Regions from separate parts of the Callithrix jacchus genome. Here region 1 is linked to region 2. The links are chromatin contacts, called in public Hi-C maps. All regions are on one chromosome and are shown on one strand. The core of a region is the stretch at or near the end of the contact, and the rest is flanking DNA. Distances in the headings are between cores, read along the strand shown.

Evidence for each region. Hi-C and Micro-C count contacts between places; a contact is called where the count stands out from the background.
Region 1: a Hi-C map of induced pluripotent stem cells shows a contact between it and region 2, with 2.4 times the contacts expected there. The contact joins two enhancer-like sites. A contact is called at or near these places in 2 of 3 Hi-C or Micro-C datasets (induced pluripotent stem cells and skeletal muscle).

Annotation. Positions count from the first base shown.
Region 1 is chr7:47,732,103-47,734,802 of calJac240_pri, reverse strand. All of the region lies in intron 4 of CTNNBIP1 (catenin beta interacting protein 1), which reads left to right. Among named protein-coding and RNA genes, the nearest start is that of CTNNBIP1, 44 kb to the left of the region's middle. Within about 2 kb of position 1,437, at least 2 of the 16 cell types and tissues checked have an H3K27ac peak or open chromatin away from gene starts, as enhancers often do.
Region 2 is chr7:47,580,359-47,583,058 of calJac240_pri, reverse strand. It overlaps PIK3CD (phosphatidylinositol-4,5-bisphosphate 3-kinase catalytic subunit delta), which reads right to left. Exons shown (of 23, transcript XM_078330324.1): 22 at 2,629-2,700; 23 at 1-1,429. The coding sequence ends at 1,292. Among named protein-coding and RNA genes, the nearest start is that of PIK3CD, 70 kb to the right of the region's middle. Within about 2 kb of position 1,333, at least 5 of the 16 cell types and tissues checked have an H3K27ac peak or open chromatin away from gene starts, as enhancers often do.

The sequences.
Region 1 (2,700 bases), core at 188-2,687, 150 kb before region 2:
AAATCCAGCCCCCTCAGCTTGGTGAGCAAGACCTGAGTTCACACCATAAAGGGCCGTAGTGAATGGCCGTGTTCACACCTTTCTGCTTTACCTCGTTCTCCTGCCCCCTGCAGCCTGGGCCAGGCCGTCCTGTCACATGTGTGTGCACCTCGGCTGTGCTACTCCCATGCTGTCTCCTAATCCATCTATTGACCAGACTCTGAGCTCCTTGAGCTTGAAACTGTGGCTTCTGTCTTCTTATTTGCAGAGGTGGGATCCACTAAGCCCCTAGTCATGCTTGGACAAATGAATGAGCTGGGTTCTGGTCCCCAAGGGGGGCTAAGCAGACCTAGCAGCCAGGAGGACTTGGCTTTGAACCAGAGGAAGTTAGTTCTTCTCAGGAAGGTCACACTGCTGGGAAGGGGCAGCTGCAGGAATGGGGAGGGTCAGAGTCTCCTGAAGCAGGCCCTGTGCAGTGCTGAGTCCAGGCCTCTCATGGCCAGTGCTGCTCCCTCTAACCTGTAGTGATTGTTTTTCCCAGTTATAGAATTGTGCATAGGTGAAAGAGAGAGCCGAAAAGTTTAAAGGATTGACCCATACTGTGTGGCTGTAATCACTCTTAGCCTTTGTTAAGTTTCCTATCATCCTTTTATAAACATGCATACATCTGTAGCACAGGCTGAGACCATAGCATTTTAATGTCCATTTTTAGCTTATGATAATTTTACTGTGCTCTTAAATAATTTCCAATAAAACATTTATTTATTTTTAATGTTTTTTGAGACAGAGTCTTGCTCTATTGCCCAGGCTGGATGGAGTGCAGTGGCGTGATCTTGGCTCACTGCAACCTCCGTCTCCCAGATTCAGGCAGTTCTCCTGCCTCATCCTCCCAAGTAGCTGGGATTACAGGCGCTTGCCACCATGCACAGCTAATTTTTGTATTTTTAGTAGAGATGGGGTTTCACCATGTTGGCCACACTGGTCTCAAACTCCTGACCTCAAGTGATCTGTCTGCCTCGGCCTCCCAAAGTGCTGGGCTTACAGGTGTGAGCCACCGTGCCCAGGCCAGCCACATGCTTTTTTAAGCAGGACAGTGTTTACTTGAGGAACAGGTATGATTTGGGCAGTTAGCTATATCAGAAGGGGGCAAAAGAAATGGGGAGCACTTTCTGCTGCCTTTTTACCCTGGGCCCTCCATCTGTGAGTGCCTTCTAATGTGCTGGTTCCCTGAGAGCTCTGGGTCTCTTACTGCCTCAGCGCTGCACTGGGGTGGTGGCCAGCAAGTACAGTTCCAGGCCCCTGACGGTGCTTTGCAGAGGCAACCCATGGCCAGTCACCCGCAGAACCGTCATCCTCCCACGGTGCCTCAGAATAGGCCCTTGTTGGGGTGTCACAGGGCTGAGAGGGACCCTGCCTAGACATGACTCATTTTGTCAAAGCTCCTTGTTATTTCTCTGCCTGGGGGCCTCCCAGGGCCATGCCCTGTTCTGCTGCTGCCCTTCGTGCCTCTGGGAGCTGTGTGCTGGCACGGGGACTTCCAGGCCTGTTCCAGCCTCCAACTGATCACACACTTTCTCCAAGAGACTTTCCAGGGAAGGTTTCCCCAGCTGCGGCCAGCCAGGCTTTCCCCTTTGGTAGCTGAGGCTGCTGGTTCAGGGTCTGCTGCCAGTGAGCCTAAAATAGGTCACTTGGCCTGAGGGTACACTGGGAACCTTGTAAAAATATCTGTGGTCACGGGTAGATCAGCCGAAACCAGGCTGTGAGGAAACGGCCTCTCCTTTCATAGTATGGCATGAGGGACGCAGCTCTCTGCTCACCAATTCCCTTGACCCTCTAAGTGGCATGCCCTGTTGTAGCAGTGGTGGCATGATTTTCTCCATGGTACAGCTCAGTGTGGAAAGTTCTTCCTGGAATCCCCCCCAACAGCCTTCCCACCTCCGTTCTTTCACTTCTTTCAGGAAGCCCCCTCTGACCCCTTCCAGAGTCAGCACATGCCCTGGAGCTCCATGCCAATCTTAACACCTTATATCAGGAGCCCCTTGAGGCCAGGGTCTGTGCTGTGTTCACTGTCACACATGAGTCCCCTGCCCGCCTCTGCTGCAGTGTAGGTGCCTGCTGGATGGATGCAGGGACTGTGCCTTCTGAGGCCGAGCTGCTCCAGCGGTTCCTCCCTGTGGGCAGCTGGCTGGGCCCCTCCTTTGCACCTTATGGTGCTGTGTGGATGATCTGCTGGGGTTTCTGGGTTCCCTCTCTCCCTGTGTGGAGCTTAGAGGCTTATCCCAGAGGCTCCAGGCAATGACAGACTCTGCACTGAAATTACCGTCAGGCCCAGGGAGAATTCTAGTCTATGGGATGGGAAGCTAATCTTTTTTAACTTTAATCAACACTTACATGAGAATTACCTGTAACCTAATAACAAAATTGAACCAGAAATCACCTATATATTGAATCAGAGAGAAATCAGCCAGGAGGATTTGTTGTATAAGTTGTGTCATTGAAAAGGGGGAAAAAAATCCCAAGAAAAGCAAGGAATGTGCTGAAGTTCAGGGCCAGCTGCTTACTCAGCATCTGGCTCTGGCTCCAGGGAGGGTTGCTTTGACCCTGTCACCCAGTGTCATGGGTTTTGTTGTTTAAAACCGAGAACAGATGCCCAAATGGCCTCAGAGAAGTCCTTGTGCAACTCTACACTTACCCCTCAAACCCCAGTAAGAGGTGGGCCCT
Region 2 (2,700 bases), core at 84-2,583:
CCCGCTCTGCAGAGTTGGCTTCTGCAGGCTGGGAGAGGCCCTGGAACCTGCATTTCTACAGCTGCTCAATTCCAGGCTTTGGAGGCCTAAGGAAGCCTGTGCTGTTTCAAGCTAAGTACAGCCAGAAAAACAGATCCCAGCACGCCCCTCGTGCTCACACGTCTGCTACCTGAGCACGCTCACAGCAGGTTCCCAAAGGTGGTGGTTCTAGAAGAGATCTGGCCTCATCCTTTTGTTAAAACCTGCTTTCAGAGGCGGCAGAGTGGGCCAGGTGTGGTGGTTTACACCTGTAATCCCAGCACTTTGGGAGGCTGAGGCAGGCGGATCACCTGAGGTCAGCCTGGTCAACATGGTGAAACCCTGTCTCTACTAAGAATACAAAAACTGGCTAGGCATGGTGGTGCGCACCTGTGATCCCAGCTACCCAGGAGGCTGAGGCAGAATCCCTTGAGCCCAGGAGGTGGAGCCTGCAGTGAGCCGAGGTCATACCACCGCACTCCAACCTCAGGGACAGAGACTCTGGCTCAAAAAAAAAAAAATTGAGATAATGGCAGAGTGTTTGCCTCTGACCTGCTTTCGCCTTCACGCATGACTGGGGTGAGCTGTATGAGGCCAGATCTCTTCCACACGCCCTGAGGACCAGCATATATTCTGCTTTATAGGGCTGGGCCCGAGCTCCCCAGCCATAGAGGTTTGGTGAGTTGTCTATTATTTTCTTACCTGCAAACAAAATTGCTTTACAGTAGAGAGGTGAGGGAATTCTCGTACCCAAGACCCACTTGAAAAGTGGAGAGCAAGCATCCCTGAATCTGGAGGGTACCCCAGCCGCCTTGGGGAGCTGCCAGAACTCCATCTAGGAGGACACGTAAGGTGGATTGCATGAGCCGATGAGAATCGGGGTGTCCTGTCGGACAGTAGGCACCAGGTGACCGCCAGGACCCAGGCAGTCTGGCGGAAGGCCTGGGAAGAAGGTTGCCCCCGGAGGACGACAGTCTTTACTGGGCCCAGATCCACCAGCTGGAAGACTTGGAGTGACAGTCCTCAGCCAAGAGCAAGGTGCAGCCTCCAGGGGCCCAGCGCTGCCGCTGTGCGAAGGAGGCGTTTTCCTTTATGGCTGTTTAGTTCCTTAAAAATGTCAAGTCATAAATAAATAACCAGTGTAAACAAAAGGCAGTTGTGTAGGTTCTTTCCCACGAGGTGCAGTTCAGGCTCTTCAGCCCATGGACAACCAAGGTGCCTGGTCCCCACGGCCCGAGGCCGGCTACTCTGGGGCCCGGGGCTGGGAGGAGCACTACTGCCTGTTGTCTTTGGACACGTTGTGGGCCAGCCAGTTCACTTTGGTTTTCCAGCTCTCGCGGAGGGCCTCGTTAAACTTCACTCGGAAGTGCTTCAGTGCCTCCTCCTCTGTTTTCCCCAGTGCCAGGGAGTCCTGCAAACACATCACAGCGGTGTCCACATTAAGGGTCCCGGATCCTGCTCCGGGATGCAGGCCTCTAGGGACTTCAGAGTCACAGTGTCAAGGGGTTAGTAGACAGCCCCCGGCACCTTGGGAAAAGCTCTCTGTTCCCATCCCACCCAGAGACAGTCCCCCAACCCACCCCCAAATGAAGATGCCAAAGACATCTTGGCCCAGAGCTCCCAGGTCCCACGTGACCTCGCCTCCCCCAGTGTAGAAGTGGCTCTGGGAGGAGCATGGGAGCAGCTTCCTTCTGCAGGGATCGGGCGCCACAGGGAATGTCCTGGCAAGCACATGTGGCCCCAGCAGCCTCGCTGCCCCACCCTGCCTCCTCACACGGAGAGGACACAGAAAGGAAATAAATAAATGTATTTTTGAGACAGTCTTGCTACGTCACCCAGGCTGGAGAGTAGCCCAGCACGATCTTGGCTCACTGCAACCTCTGCCTTCTGGGTTGAAGTGATTATCCTGCCTCAGCCTCCTGAGTAGCTGGGATATGGCGCCTACCACCACACCTGGCTAATTTCTTTTCTTTTTCTTTTTTTTTTTTTTGAGACAGAGCCTTGCCCTGTCACCTGAGCTGGAGTGCAGTGGTGCGACGTAGGCTCACTACAGCCTCAGTCTCGTGTTCAAGCAATTCTTCTGCCTCATCCTCATGAGTAGCTGGGATTACAGGCTTGCCCCACCATGCCTGGCTAATTTTTATTTTCAGTAGAGACAGGGTTTTGCCATGTTGGTCAGGCTGGTCTCAAACTCCTGACCTCAGGTGATCCGCCCGCCTTGGCCTCCCAAAGTGCTAGGATTATAGGTATGAGCCATCATGTCTCGCCTGGAAAAATACCTTTGAGAAGGCAGAGGGAGCCAGCTCTCATGCAGCCGTCAGGGAACCCCAGAGCCCCTGCAGCCCGAGCACAAGTGGGCCGACCTGGAGAGGCCGCAACACATCGGCCACTGAGTGGGACCATGCCCAGGTGGCTCAGCTGCTCCAGCCACTTCCCCTCCACCGCCCACCACGCCCACTGCTGGGTCCTGGGATGGCATGAGGCACTTGGAGCTCAGTGCCCTTTGGGGCCTGTTGTACTCAGGGCCCTCCTGGGTTGAGCTGCTTCCCATTGCTCCAGGACAGGCCTTGGAAGGCCACTGGTGACAGCAGTCTCCTGCCCGGCACATACCTTGAGATACTGGATATCTTTGGAGCAGCTGAGCTCAGGCAGGCCTGCCGCCCGCATCAGGGCAAAGAGGTG